Regions from separate parts of the Triticum aestivum genome. Here region 1 is linked to region 2. Evidence: chromatin contacts called from public Hi-C data. All regions are on one chromosome and are shown on one strand. The core of a region is the stretch at or near the end of the contact, and the rest is flanking DNA. Distances in the headings are between cores, read along the strand shown. Region 1 holds the start of LOC100192144 (WRKY transcription factor 22). Region 2 overlaps LOC123164931 (protein SWEETIE).

The links. A called contact is a pair of places that touch in the nucleus more often than the background predicts.
Region 1: a Hi-C map of leaf shows a contact between it and region 2, with 2.5 times the contacts expected there. The contact joins the promoter of LOC100192144 here to the enhancer-like site in region 2. A contact is called at or near these places in 2 of 5 Hi-C or Micro-C datasets (leaf and an unstated tissue).

The regions. Positions count from the first base shown.
Region 1 is chr7D:430,979,863-430,986,942 of IWGSC CS RefSeq v2.1, reverse strand. It overlaps LOC100192144 (WRKY transcription factor 22), which reads right to left and starts at 5,794. Exons shown (of 2, transcript XM_044583742.1): 1 at 5,203-5,794; 2 at 4,232-5,101. The coding sequence starts at 5,642. The coding sequence ends at 4,471.
Region 2 is chr7D:430,767,942-430,774,978 of IWGSC CS RefSeq v2.1, reverse strand. LOC123164931 (protein SWEETIE) reads right to left here. Exons shown (of 48, transcript XM_044582547.1): 41 at 6,331-6,428; 42 at 6,125-6,215; 43 at 5,886-6,021; 44 at 5,253-5,563; 45 at 5,028-5,171; 46 at 4,778-4,942; 47 at 4,563-4,688; 48 at 2,794-4,299. The coding sequence ends at 3,352. Among protein-coding and RNA genes, the nearest start is that of LOC123164931, 31 kb to the right of the region's middle. Within about 2 kb of position 2,533, at least 1 of the 8 cell types and tissues checked has an H3K27ac peak or open chromatin away from gene starts, as enhancers often do.

The sequences.
Region 1 (7,080 bases), core at 4,545-7,044, 210 kb before region 2:
TCTGGTCGCTTTTGGCGAGTATGATCTTGTTGGACGTCGGTCGCCTGTTCATGCCCTAGGAGCTTCCTAGGGCCGTGTCGACGAGCGGTGGCTACTTCATCATGTTGTTTTAAGGTACGCCTTTGTTCCTTTCCATCCTCACCGCCTACTCTCTCTCCCACTCTCGCTCGTTTCCTTGCCGAATCTGGCAGTGGTTTCGCCGGATCTGGCACATGTTCCTCCATGTGGCTCCTCTCCCGCCAGCAGGGGGCTTTGGTGTTTGGTGGTTGGTCGCTTCTGCTCGAAGGCCTTTTCGTTTGTGATGGTGTGGGTGTCGGCGTCGGTTATCGGTTCCTCATATCATGTGTTCCGTATGCATCATTCTGATGCAGAGGCCGGGGATCTCCCCCTTTTCAAAAAAAATATGGCAGTGGTTCCGCCGGATCTGGCACATGTTCCTCCATGTGGCTCCTCTTCGACCAGCAGCGAGGGGGAGGGGGCTTTGACGTTTGGTGGTTGGTCGCTTCTGCTCGAAGGCCTTTTCGTTTGTGATGGTGTGGGCGTCGCCGTCGGTTATCGGTTCCTCATATCATGTGGGGCCTCCACCCCAACGTGTGTGAATCTACCGATAATCACAACCCTAGCCGCCTCACATCCCCCCTTCTCGCCACCGTGTGAGATTGTCGGTGCGAAAGCCCACATGACCACTAAGGACGGCGGTGGCGAGGTATCTTCCCTTTGTTGCTTCTTCTGGTCGATTTTGGTGAGTATGATCTTGTCGGACGTCGGTCACCTGTTCATGCTCTAGGAGCTTCCTAGGGTCATGTTGACGAGCGGTGGCTACTTCACCATGTCGTTTGAAGGTGCACCTTTGTTCCTTGCCATCCTCGCCGCCCACTCTCTCTCCCCCTCTCGGTCGTTTCCTTGCCAAATCTGGCCGTGGTTTCACCGAATCTGGCACATGTTCCTCCATGTGGCTCCTCTTCGACCAGCGGGGGGGGGGGGGGGGCTTTGATGTTTGGTAGTTGGTCGCTTCTGCTTGAAGGCCTTTTGGTTTGTGATGGTGTGGGCGTCGCCGTCGGTTATCTGTTCCTCATATCATGTGGGGCCTCCACCCCAACTTGTGCGAATCTAGCGATAATCACAACCCTAGCCGCAACACCCCCCCATTCTCGCCATCGTGTGAAATCGTCGGTGGGAAATCCCACACGACCACTAAGGGTGGCGGTGGCGAGGTATCTTCCCTTGGTTGCTTCTTCTGGTCGCTTTTGGCGTGTATGATCTTATCGGACGTCGGTCGCCTATTCATGCTCTAGGAGCTTCCTAGGGCCGTGTCGACGAGCGGTGGCTACTTCATCATGTTGTTTTAAGGTGCGCCTGTGTTCCTTGCCATCCTCGCCGCCCACTCTCTCCCCCCTTCTCGGCGGTTTTCTTGCCAAATCTGGTAGTGGTTCCGCCGGATCTGGCACATGTTCCTCCATGTGGTTCCTCTCTGGCCAGCGGGGGGGGGGTGACGTTTGGTGGTTGGTCGCTTCTGCTCGAAGGCCTTTTGGTTTCTGATGGTGTGGGCGTCGCCGTCAGTTATCTGTTCCTCATATCATTTGGGGCCTCCACCCCCACTTGTGCAAATCTAGCGATAATCACAACCCTAGCCGCCTCACTTCCACACCCCCTTCTCGCCATCGTGTGAGATCACCGGTGGGAAAGACCACGTGATAACGAAGGACGACGATGGGGAGGTATCTTCCCTAGGTTGCTTCTTCTGGTCGCTTTTGGCGAGTATGATCTTGTCGGATGCCGGTCGCTTGGCCATGCTCAAGTCTCCTCCTGGGGTTGTGTTGAGGTGCGGTGGCTACTTCATCATGTCGTTACAGGTGTGCCTCTGTTCCTTTCCATCCTTGCCGCCCACTCTCTCCCCCTCTTAGTCATTTTCCTGCCAAATTTGGCAGTGGTTCCGTCGGATTTGGCACATCTTCCTCCGTGTGGCTCCTCTCCGGCCGGTAGTGGGTGGGTTTTTACGTTTGGTGGTTGGTCGCTTCTGCTCGAAGGCCTTTTGATTTGTGATGGTGTGGGCGTTGCCATCGGTTATCTTTTCCTCATATTGTGCGGGACCTCCACCCCCAGCTTGGGCGACTATAGTGATAATCACAACCCTAGTTGCCTCAAATCCACACACACACACACACACACACACACTCTTGCCACCGTGGGAGATCGCGAGTGGGAAAGCCCAAGCAACCACCAAGGACGGCGGCGACGAGGCATGTTCCCTGGGTTGCTTCTTCTTGTCTCTTTTGGCGAGTGTGATCGTGTCGGATGCCAGTCGCTCTATGCTGCCGTGTCGAGGTGCGGTGGCTACTTCATCATGTCGTTTCAAGTGTGCCTATGTTCCTTGCCATCCTTGCCACGCACTCTCTCCCCCTCTCGGTCATTTTGTTGCCAAATCTGGCAGTGGTTCCGTCGAATTTGGCACATCTTCCTCCTTGTGGCTCCTCTCCAGCCGGTAGTGGGTGGGTTTTGACACTTTGTGGTTGGTCGCTTCTGCTCAAAGGCCTTTTGGTTTGTGATGGTGTGGGTGCCACCGTCAGTTACTTTTTCCTCATATCGTGCGGGGGCCTCCATCCCCAGATTGGGCGACTCTAGCGATAATCACAACCCTAGACACCTCACATCCACCCCCCCCCCATTTCTCACCATCGTGTGAGATCGCCAGTGGGAAAGCCTACGCGACCACCAAGGACGGCGGCGACGAGGTATGTTCCCTGAGTTGCTTCTTCTGGTCCCTTTTTGGCAAGTATGATCTTGTCGGATGCCGGACGCTTGGCCATGCTCCGATCGCTTCTTGAGGCCGTGTCGAGGTGCGGTGGCTACTTCATCATGTCGTTACAGGTGTGCCTCTGTTCCTTGCCATCCTTGCCACCCACTCTCTCCCCCTCTTAGTCATTTTCCTGCCAAATCTGCCAGTGGTTCCGTCGGATCTGGCACATCTTCCTCCTGTGGCTCCTCTCAGGCCGATAGTGGGGGTGTTTGACGTTTGGTGGTTGGTCTCTTTTGTTCGATGGCCTTTTGGTTTGTGAAGGTGTGGGCGTCGTCGCCGGTTATCTCTTCCCCATATCGTGCTGGGCCTCCACCCCGAGCTTGCCAGTTGCGGTGGACTTCATCATAGGTGCTTGCTTGTGCCCCCTCTTCCTCTAGTTTGTGCTCGCCCACCTTCATGGCGCCTCATCTACGGCTTAGGTGACGGTTGGTCTGGTAGTGATGGAACGGTGGCGTTGTTGTTGGGCGATGTTGCGCCTAGGGTCATTCAAGTAGTGTTGTCTTTATGTTTGGTTGTGATTTTGTCACTGGGTGCTTGTGTGTTAGTCGTTGTCATCGTCATGGCTGTCGAGTTTGGGTTGTGTTACAGTTGACTGGTGTCTAGGCTCTTGCAGTAGATGTTTCTCACCTTTTCATTTCGTATGATGCAACCTAAGCTAGGATTGCTCGTCTCCAACTCGTGGATCCGATTCTCTTGGGTATTGATCTTAGGTCATTTAGGTTCTTTCTTTTCGGGTCATGCCTCTTTGGCGTTGTAGGACCTCGCCTTTTGGCGATGTATCTTTTTCTCTCGTAATGAATTGACACCTAACTCTTATACATGGTTCGGGGGAAAATGTGCTATGGCTCTTATACATCCACATTCAACCGAAAAAGGCCATATTTTCATAAGGATTTACACGCCATGTACTTCATCAGTATCCAAAGAAACCAACATCTAAACACTGAATTCACTGAGAAGAGCAACATGAAAATTGGGTAAACGAGGATTGGTTGCAGCAGCAGTACGTTCCAATACACATAGGACCGAGATCCGAGAATCAAAAGGTACCATCCATTGGGCCGGAGCAACATGGTCCTGATCTGCAAAAGCATAACTGCACTGCAGCCAGAAAGCCACTACACACACAAATTGGGCACACAGTGAAAGGGAAGAGACAAGGGGAGCCACCCACACCATGCACCAACTCCCCTTCCTTTCTTCCATTTCTGTCCTCCCTTTATCTCACCCTTCTTGCTCCATCACCTGGGTGCAACTGGGACTGTATCATGATGATCAGTCTAGCTAGTGCACGCACAAATGTAGCACCAAAAACCTCTAGATAAAGCTAGGCAGCCATTGAATGGCCCAAACATGTCAAGAAAGAAGAAGAAGAAGAAAACATTGTCTTTGGGTTTGGTTTAATTATACATGCAGTATACTCTAATCAAGCCATCAAAGAACACTCGCTACTGTATTACTCCAGAGCTAATTAGCACTTAATTACACTAGGCGAATAACTACTGGCCGGCTGGCACTGGGGTTGTAGCATGGATCAGATGCTCTCTTCCACCTCTATCTTTTTTCTTTTCTTTTCTTATGTTTCTACTGCTACCGCTGCTGCTGCAACGAGCCAGGATTATAATGAACAGCATGCTGCTATATATGGCAATGTACGGACGGTAACGGCGGAGTCAACTCCACCCGGCCGCGCCGCCGGGGGCCGTGACCCACGGCGTGACCACGAACGTCTCCTCGACGACGATGCTGGAGTCGCCGCCGTGCACGCACCCCTCCAATATCTTCAGCAGCTCATCCTCGCGGTCCTTCTCGACGTCCATGGGCGGCTGACTTGCGCCGCCGGCGGCCTCGTCGAATTCTGAGTCTTGGTTGTACTCCTCCATGGAGGGCGTGCGCAGGGGCGTCGTCGGGGACATCCCGCCCGACGTCGACTGCGCTGGGCTCGGCTCCGCCGCCGCCGACGACGACTCTTCCTTGGCTTTGGCGGCGGGAGCGCTCTGTCCGGCAGCAGGTTCCGGCGCCTGCTGCCTGTTGCGAGTGGTGCCGGCCAGGGAGTTGCGGTGGGCGGGGGCGGGGTGGCTGTGCTCGCCGCCGGTGTAGGTGAGGATGAAGGAGTTGGGGTCGTCGCGGCAGCGCTCCACCATCTTCCGCGCCTCGCACGCCTTGTCGGTGCTGCACCGGTAGTACCCGCGCGGGTACGGCGACCCCTTGATGGGCTTCTGCCCGTACTTGCGCCACGCCCACGGGTCCGCCGACGTGCCGTCCGCCGCCACCCGCTTCACCACCTTCTTCACCACCTTCTTCCTGCACAGACGCCAACCATCCACGCGCACGCGTGAGCACAAGCATACACGATAAGCCAGCAACATTTTATTTCGAAAAAATTCAGAGTGTTCGGGACGTACTTTCTCTTGGATCTCGACCCTTCGCCGACAGGGCCTTGCCCGCCCGCGGTCAGCAGCATCGGAGGCGGCACCGCCTCGTCTTGCTGCATCGGGACCATTTCTTGGTTCGTTGGCGCCGCTGGCTGCTGCTGCTGCTGCGGCGGCGGCGGCGGCTGAGGCGAGGACGGCAGCGCCGCGGACGGCGCGAAGAAGGCAATGGAGAGCTCGTCGACGGCAGCAGAGCCCCCGTCGACGGGAGGATCAGGGAGCAACGCCGCCGCGTCAGGCATCCCGTGGTCCTCCACGACGGGCGCGGGCGGGGGGAAGAAGGAGGAGAAGGGGTCCTCCGAGGGCGGCGGCGGGAGGACGCGGCCGCGGCAGGCGAAGCGCACGACGGCGTTGAGGTCCCAGTCGTTGCCGCCTCCGCCGCCGAGGTAGTAGCACCCGGCGTCCCTGTCCATGGTCGGCTCGCGCGGGGAGAGTTGGTTCTTGCTGGCTATGGAGGAAGGAAAGGAGGGGGGCGCTGACTTTTGGTTCTAGTTTATTGTTGGCGCTGTTGGTGGGAGGAGAGAGATGGTGGTGGTGGGGATGGGCATTGGATCCGGCCTCGCTCGTGGTGTCTGAAAAGGAGGAGAGAGGGGGGCGAGGGGGCTGCGTTTTATCGGGAGCCGGCCTCGTGGTCTCTGGAGGGGTGGGGCAAGGTCCCCACTTGACTTTTGCGACAAAGTCAAAGGGGTGAGAGAGTGAGAGGGCAGGGGGGGACAGAGCACGGTCGATTCTAGGAATATGTTTTCACCGTTGCTTTCTTTCTCTCTTTTTTTTGGTGGGGACCTTTTTCACCGTTGCTGGAGGAGCAAGAGCGCAACACATGTGAACGTACAGTTTTTTTTTCTTTTTTATTTTCTTTCAGTACTCATATGGCAATGAGTATATTTTTTGCGATTATTCTTTTTTCTTGCGAATATTCTACCGTGTAAATTATTTGCTTACCGATGTTTAATTTCTATAGGATGCGCATTGGTCATTCGTAACACTATGTAATATATAATATATCAACACGATACATTCGTATAAAGCGCCAGATATGATGGCGTCAGGTAGAATTTCTCTAAGCCAGTCATTGGCCATTGATAACATCGTGTAATGTACATTACATCAACGCAATGCATCCATATAACGCTTGGCGTCTGGTAGAATTTCTAAGCCGCTCAGTGACCATTGATAACAATGTGTAAGAGAAATATATCAACTCAATGCATTTCTATAACGCGGCAAATATGATGGTGTCAAGTATAATTTCTACGCTGCTCATTGGCCATTGATAACATTATGTAATATAAAATATATCAACTTAATGCATTCATATAACGCGACCGATATGATGGCGTCAGGTCCAGTTTCTAGGCCGCTTTGTCGTCCATTGATAACACTGTGTAATATAAAATATATCAACTCAATGCATTCGTATAACGCGACAAATATGATGGCGTCAGGTAGAATTTGTAGGCCGATCATTGGCCATTGATAGCATTGTGTAATCTAAAATATAGCAACTTAATGCATTCGTATAACGCGGCCGATATGATGGCGTCCAGTCGAATTTCTAGGCCCCTCATTGGCCATTGATAACAGTGTGTAATATAAAATGTATAACTTACTGTATTCATATACTGTGAACGATATGATGGCGCCAGGTCGAATTTCTAGGCAACTCATTGGCCATTAACACTATGTGATATAAAACATATCAACTCGATGCACTCGTATAACGCGACAAATATGATGTCGTCAGATAGAATTTCCAGGCCGCTTATTGGCCATTGGCAACACTGTAATGCACAACTTATCAACGCGATACTTCGTATAACGTGACATAATGTGATGGCGTCATAATTTCTA
Region 2 (7,037 bases), core at 1,284-3,783:
TATGAGCATGCATCTGTACCGTGTTAAAAAAATCATCTTAAAACATCTACAAAGATGAATACATACGATTGGTTCAGCTAATAGTAATAACTGAACCCCATGTATATGACACCACAAGCAAAACAAAAACTCAAATTCTTGCAAAATCAAGTTAAAAGAGCAGACGTGACGACAAATGATCCACGAAAGGGCGACAAACAAAATTGGACTTCATCTCCCTCTCACGGAGTACCGTGCAGCATATATAGCATAAAGATGTGCTTGGGATTCCGTACAAAGGGTTGACATTAGGGACAAATGGTGATGGCGATAGCTTATCATCAATGGCCTGCTCCGTACGGATACGATGCATCGATAAGCATGGACGTGGCTGCCCGCTTATAATATTAGGAAAACCGTACGTATAACTATAAACCTAAGTAAACGGGACAGCTGCGCGCTGGATCCTAATCAGGTGGTGGTGGTACACGCGTGATCCACGGCTGTTCACATGCTAAGCTCTCTTCCCATGTTATCTCTTTGATTGATTTACTATGCTGATCATGTCACGCGAGCTGCGCCAGCTGACCAAGTCTAATACTCCCTCTTACATTCATATCTACATAAATCTAAGACAATCTTTTTGATACGGAGATACACCTGCATTTAGATAAATCTAAGATAGTTTTTTTGTGACGGAGGTAATATGATTCGGGGATCAGGGGCAAGTGAACTTGAGAGGCAGGAACAATTTATAAAATCTATAAATTTGCAAAATGCAACAAACCAGTCGACGTGATTAACTTGTTATACGGTACATAATGGTCCAAATCACTACGGAACAATTCTAGTCACCTTTTTTTTGCAACAACGAAAAAGTCCAAAAGTAAACAAAAACTACACAAAATGGTCCTCGATCAGGCCATTTATTGAACTTTCGGCTAATTTTATTTTCACACGTTCCATTGACGGGGAGGGCCCACTTGCCAGAGCCATCTTCCTCAACCAATTGTGGGGGCATGCACGATAGCCCGATGTCATCTTCCTCTTCCTAATAATTCGGGGATCAGGGTTAAGTGAACTTGAGAGGCAGGAACAATTTGTAAAGTTTATAAACTTGTAAGATGGAACGAACCCGTCCATATGATGAACTTTTTATACGGGCACATAATGGGTGCAAATGACTATGAAACAATTCTTGTCGCCCTTTTCTTACACCCACAAAAAATCTGAAGGTAAACAAGAATTGCACAAAATGGTCCTCGGTCAGGCCATTAACTGAACTTTCGGCAAATTTTATTTTCACACGTTCCATTGACGGGTGGGGCCCACTTGCCAGAGCCCTCTTCCTCAACCAATTTTGTGGGGCATGCACGATAACCCGATGCCGCTTCTCGTTCCCGTTGCCACGCAGTAACCATGTCCAGTTAGCTCTGCTCGCTATTCTACCCCTCTCCGTATGAGGAATCGACGCAGGAAGCTTCAAACCCTTCATGCAAATACACGTGAGGCCCCACGCACAAGGTCATCATGCCATCCCGAAATGGGCCTAGGCCCCCTTTCCAAAGTTGGCACAAGCGTCCCTTTCCATCCCGACCATGCAAAACAGCTCTATCTCAAACCGATGGACGGAAGAAGACCAGCTATAAACCGTGTGCACTTTGATACTCATCCACTCCATCTGTGATCCACAATGCCCCACTCCCACCTGGTATGCACAGTGCGTAGATCGCCCTTTCCATTCTGGCTTCTTCTAATGGAAAGTGCAAAGGAGAAAAAGGTTTGTGGCGTCTGGGAGAGGATGAATGAGATCCAAATCCACCAGTAACAGCACGGAACCACAGGGTCAGGTATAGGTGTGATCCACTAACCTAACATGGATCATGTGGTTCGCAACAGATCATATATCATTGCCAGAGACGAATGAAGGCTGGACATACCATCTTTCTCCAATAGATTTTTATCATTGCCCAGGCAGAAATATGGACGGATGGATAGACGAATGAATCATCTTTTTGTGGAGAACTCTTTTGGGCGACGTACTGTTGGCACATTCCTGAGGTCATGTCACTGATCAACGTCTGAATGATCAATATGCTGCTCACTCGATCAGCTTTCGGAACAAACCGTGCGATCTACGTTTTCGCTATTTGCTGAAGAGGACGTGTCCGTCCGCGCATGTGCGGCTGCGGGTTCGCTGCTGGCCGTGCTGGAAGGAAGGAGGTGCGTTTGATGATGCGTCTGCGCGTTACAAGGGCAGCCCTTGGCGAGGAACGTTTTGTGACGCCTTCATATGGCGTGAGCATGACTGTGCGCTTTGGATTGAACCTCTTTTGGCTCTGTGAAAATGGCTCCACGACTGGTTTCAGCGGTAGGTTCAGGTATTGACAGAGCTCAAGTTCCACATCGATTCTCCTTTGACAAATACTTATATAGGGCCGGAATAGAGACGGGCCCCGAGCACCCGAGCGTGAAGAAACTTTCGTTGATGAAGTTTGGCGATTTCAAGCGAGGCATATCTTGCTCAGCTCTTGTCTCGCCGCCAATGTCTACATCGGCATGCTTCTCTGACAGACAGTCATCTTGAGGTGGTGCGAGTTCCACTGTTATCCACGGCAGCGACCTCAGCTACTCTGAAGCCTGAACCCCGTCGCCGGCCGAACATCTCAAGTATGTGCACGCTCGATCGTTGTCCTCAGACGTTCGGGAACAATCAACGTGCTAGGGATCAAACTTTATGTATTTTAACAGGTTATAACGGTCACCTTTTGCCTTGAATTTAAGCATAGCATGCTAACATCGCATAAACACATCAGTAAATGCAAGCCACACACGCACTCGACTTCATATATAAGTAATGAATATCCATGACGTCAACAAAATGTCATGATGTAGATCAGGTTCCCATACAAACATGATATCAGCTGGCCTCCTATTCCCAACACAAAGATGAGGCCAGCAATTGCACAGTAGATACATGTGTGCACCCCAGCGTCTGATGTCTGAACTCTCAAGTATTAAAATTTCGATATACAAACTCTACAGCATGCAACCAAAACCCACAGCAAACATGTGAGAACAAGCATACAATACAATCCACGTCATAACTAGGCCAAACTTGCAAGCCCAAGCTACCCATAGCTATGAACAAGAGTCTTCTATCGTGGAGCGATGCTTCTGATCTCACCACACCTCAGGGCAGCCACTTCTTTTAGACTGCAGGCTTGAGCATGCCGATTGTATCATCAAGGTCAGGCAATGAGGATTAAGTGCTTGCAGCTAGGCCAACCTTGTTTTTCATTTCCTATCTTCCGATCAGCATATTTCAATTCTCTACAGTGATGTATGTGGTCTACAACAAGTTCCTCTCAGTTATGATTCTGAGCTTTCACCTACGGATGATTCTGGTTTGGTGTCGGCACTACCAGGGTGTTCGCTTGCATTGCTTGTACTGATATCATTCCCAGATAAGCTAGCATTCGTCGTACCAGGGACATGAGAGGAAGGTGCTAACTCTTCCCCAGACTCCTTGGTATCAACAGTTGATGGCATGTCGCTGCCCTCATTAACCACAACATTTGAACTCTTGTTCAAACTGTTAGTGGAATCATTTCTGCAAGCAATATTTTCATCTAGGGCATCTCCCTCGGAGCTTCGAGTTCCTCGAAGAGCATCCTTCTTGTTATCTTCGATAGCTGAATCAGTGCCCTCATCTTCCAGGTCACCATTATTTCTTTCGTTACAACCAAACTGGTTGTCATGGTCCTGCGGCAATTCACTCAGTGTCTTATCATTCATCAGAACATCCGCCGGTTGCTCCAGGCAATCAACTGTTGGATATCTTGGAACTTCATCATCATCTTCATATGACGACTCTAGGGATTCTCTATTGATCTGTGGCTTAGGGCTAGAGCATTGTGAAGCAGAGGCTTCCTCAAATACTCTGTCAGCAGATTTTCTGCCTTCTATTGTGCCCACTGCTACATCCATATCACCAATATCATGATTAGTATTTCCCTGATGGATCTGTTCTTGAGAACTTGCAACGGAGCCCTGTTCAGGAATAGGTGAAACAACTATAGCAGAATCTGCATCATCCTTGGCAGCAGTTGCGGGAAGAGATTGGAAAGTGTCCCAATCATCATCCCAGTCATCATCGCTAACTTCATTTCCATCCTTCTCTTCGACTGCATCAGCACCAGACGCTATGGCTACAGACACAGGTTTTTTAGTGCTATCCTGAACATTCTGCTGTGATTGTGCACTCGTATTCAACGGCACCATGATCTGACCATGGCTTACTGAAGCCCGGATCATGTCCTACAACAAAAGGCAAGAGCAGAGTGCTTTAAGATGCAAAGAATGCAGATATTTAGCACATCAAAAGATGCCCCAAACCCACATCCCATCAAAAGAAAGCTGCATCGCAGCTGGATATTTAGCATGAAGGTAATCTCAAATTACAAGAGAATGGATCGCAAGGTGACAAAAAATTAGAAGCCATCACGAAAATCAGGATCCAAAAGATGTATAAACAAAAACATTCACGTGATGAATGACAAGCATATACTAATGCACAATACCTGAAGCTGCTGTCTTTTTGTAGGTGGTGCTGACAGCATTACATCTTTGATCTGTATGGCGGCTGACGGAATCTGAATAAAATGAGAGAACAACTTCTTGGAGATGGTATTTACTTCAGTAAGTTCCTGAAAGGTATCCGCTTAGACAGACATTAACACCAAACTTGATACTATACACATGATATAAAACTGGGAAAAAGATATCGATTTGCTACCTGTGAAGCATTCTCATCGGACAAATAGAAAACCATCAGTAAGGCATCCAACAGAAGTACTGTAGCCTCTTGCTGGTATTTCTGTGATTGTGCTAGTGTGTGGAAGAGGAAAAGCAATTTTAAACAATCATCAATCACATTGACAGATTCCTGGCTTGAACAATTCTGGAGAAGGAAAGCTGTCAAAGCATGCCATCTGATTTCGTAGAAATGTCAATAATATCAAAATTAATACAGCTGCAAACAGTACCTTCAATGCAGTTTGCATCAAATCAAACACATCTCCTAGTAATTCCCCAAGCAATATCATAAAAGAATGAGTCTCTGTTTGTGAAACTTCAGTTAGCTCTCTCTGAGCACAAGTTTTCAGCACATGTATCCCCAGCATTTGAACCTGATTGGTCAAACCATCTTCTTAGCTACTAACACAATCTGAAATGTTAGGTGCACATAGTAGGCAAAGCCAGTTAGATACCTGCATGTTGGTGCTACGAAGTGATCCCTGAATAATGTGTATGCAATGCCTAAAGCTGCCACACATATGCACATCATTCTTAGCACCATTTTCATTAAGAAATTCAATCTCGTGAACAAGTTTTGCAAGAGCAATGACTTCTCCGGAACAAAAAAATAGTATCTTCGCCAACAGCCTGTAGGAATCAGAAATCTTGTTTTCCAGCATTGAAATCCTATTATCACATTCTGTACAGAAGTATGCCAACAGGCTAATCAAAGCTCCTAATGCAACTTGCGGATTGGTGTGCACATCACCTGGTTCAGCTCTTTCTGCAAAACAGACAACATTAATATATATAGCCCTTTTCAGTCAGCACTTACGGGCAGAAAAGTTTAAAGCTACCTATGATTTTCCTTTTGGCAAAATTCTGTTTTTGGTACATATGGCAAACATAGATACTCGTATTTTCCAGACTGGTTTGACCAGTCTCCAGTAGTTTACTGAACCTCGAGATGCATACAGAAAGGACTAAGAGCAATTTTAGATATTTATTATGTTTTCAAGGAAATTCTGAAATATGCAGATATTGTACGGACACAAGCAAAAAGTTCTCTTAAAGGAAGTAGGTCAAGAACAACAGGAAGATGCTACCTCTAAAGCACTTCTTCATGAAAGGCAAGATATTATGCAGAAAGGAGATGATATTTGACAAGCACTGATCAGTCGAGACTAGTTGAGACGATTGATGCGATGTGGATAGCAGTACCATCATTAGCTTCCACAAATGCTGCCACATGAATTAAGCTATTAGCTTTCATAAGTCACAAAAGGCAATAAGGAATTTTTACACGCAGTCAGAGATATTAGCTCGGGTTGCGTCATATCACTACCTTATTGTTCATTCGGCAACCCATAGTCTCACTTGCAGAAGATAGTTCAGGAAGTAAGTTGTTACTTGGCAATTCCTGGGAATTTCCATCCCTGCTGCAATGAGAGAGAAAAAGGAACCAATTGCCAATATTATGCTGAGGAAAGAAGAAATAATCACGAGCCCATAAAATGGGATTCGGAGTTAAGTACATTATGGTAGAAATACCTTCGAAGTACCATGGCAAGACAATGAGAGTATAACTCTAATGCAACAAAGACAAAGTCTTCCTCCTCAAAAAACTTGTCAGGGCAGAGTCTTATAATCTTCAAGAGGAAAAACGTGTTAGTTAAATAGCCATGAAAGCATGTTGAAATAGAGCAAATCAACGGATGCCCCAAATTCCAAACCAGCAGCAATACTTTTATGGCACAAAGGTGCAATGTTCCCACAAGCTTTTAGCACACATGAATAAATGATGATCTTATATTCAAAAAAGAAACAATAGTAGCAAGTCCTTTTTTCTTGAGATAACAAAAAAGCCACGGGTCTTGATGCATTGATAGATAGAATTAAATAAGTTGTCACAGACTAGGCGTGGATGGTAATGTGAACTGTAACCCTTCGTGCCAACCGCCACTCAAGAGTCGTGCCTCTGCTTGGATGGCAGACATCAGCTTAGCGATGACGATCGTTGAAGAGGGCAGCATTTCGGCACTTAAATCTACTATGCGTAGAGCATGGCAAGGCTACACCCCTCCATTGCACCATGGGCATGCTGCGCATCGTGAATATCTACAGCTCTACAAAGTCATCTCCAGACCCAGGTGGCTGTCCAGTGGATTGAATCCATGACAGAATCTCACGCCAAAGCTGCTGCGATCAAGAGATGTTGCACCGTTTCTGGTGCTTGGTCCAACAGCAGACAAGGATTA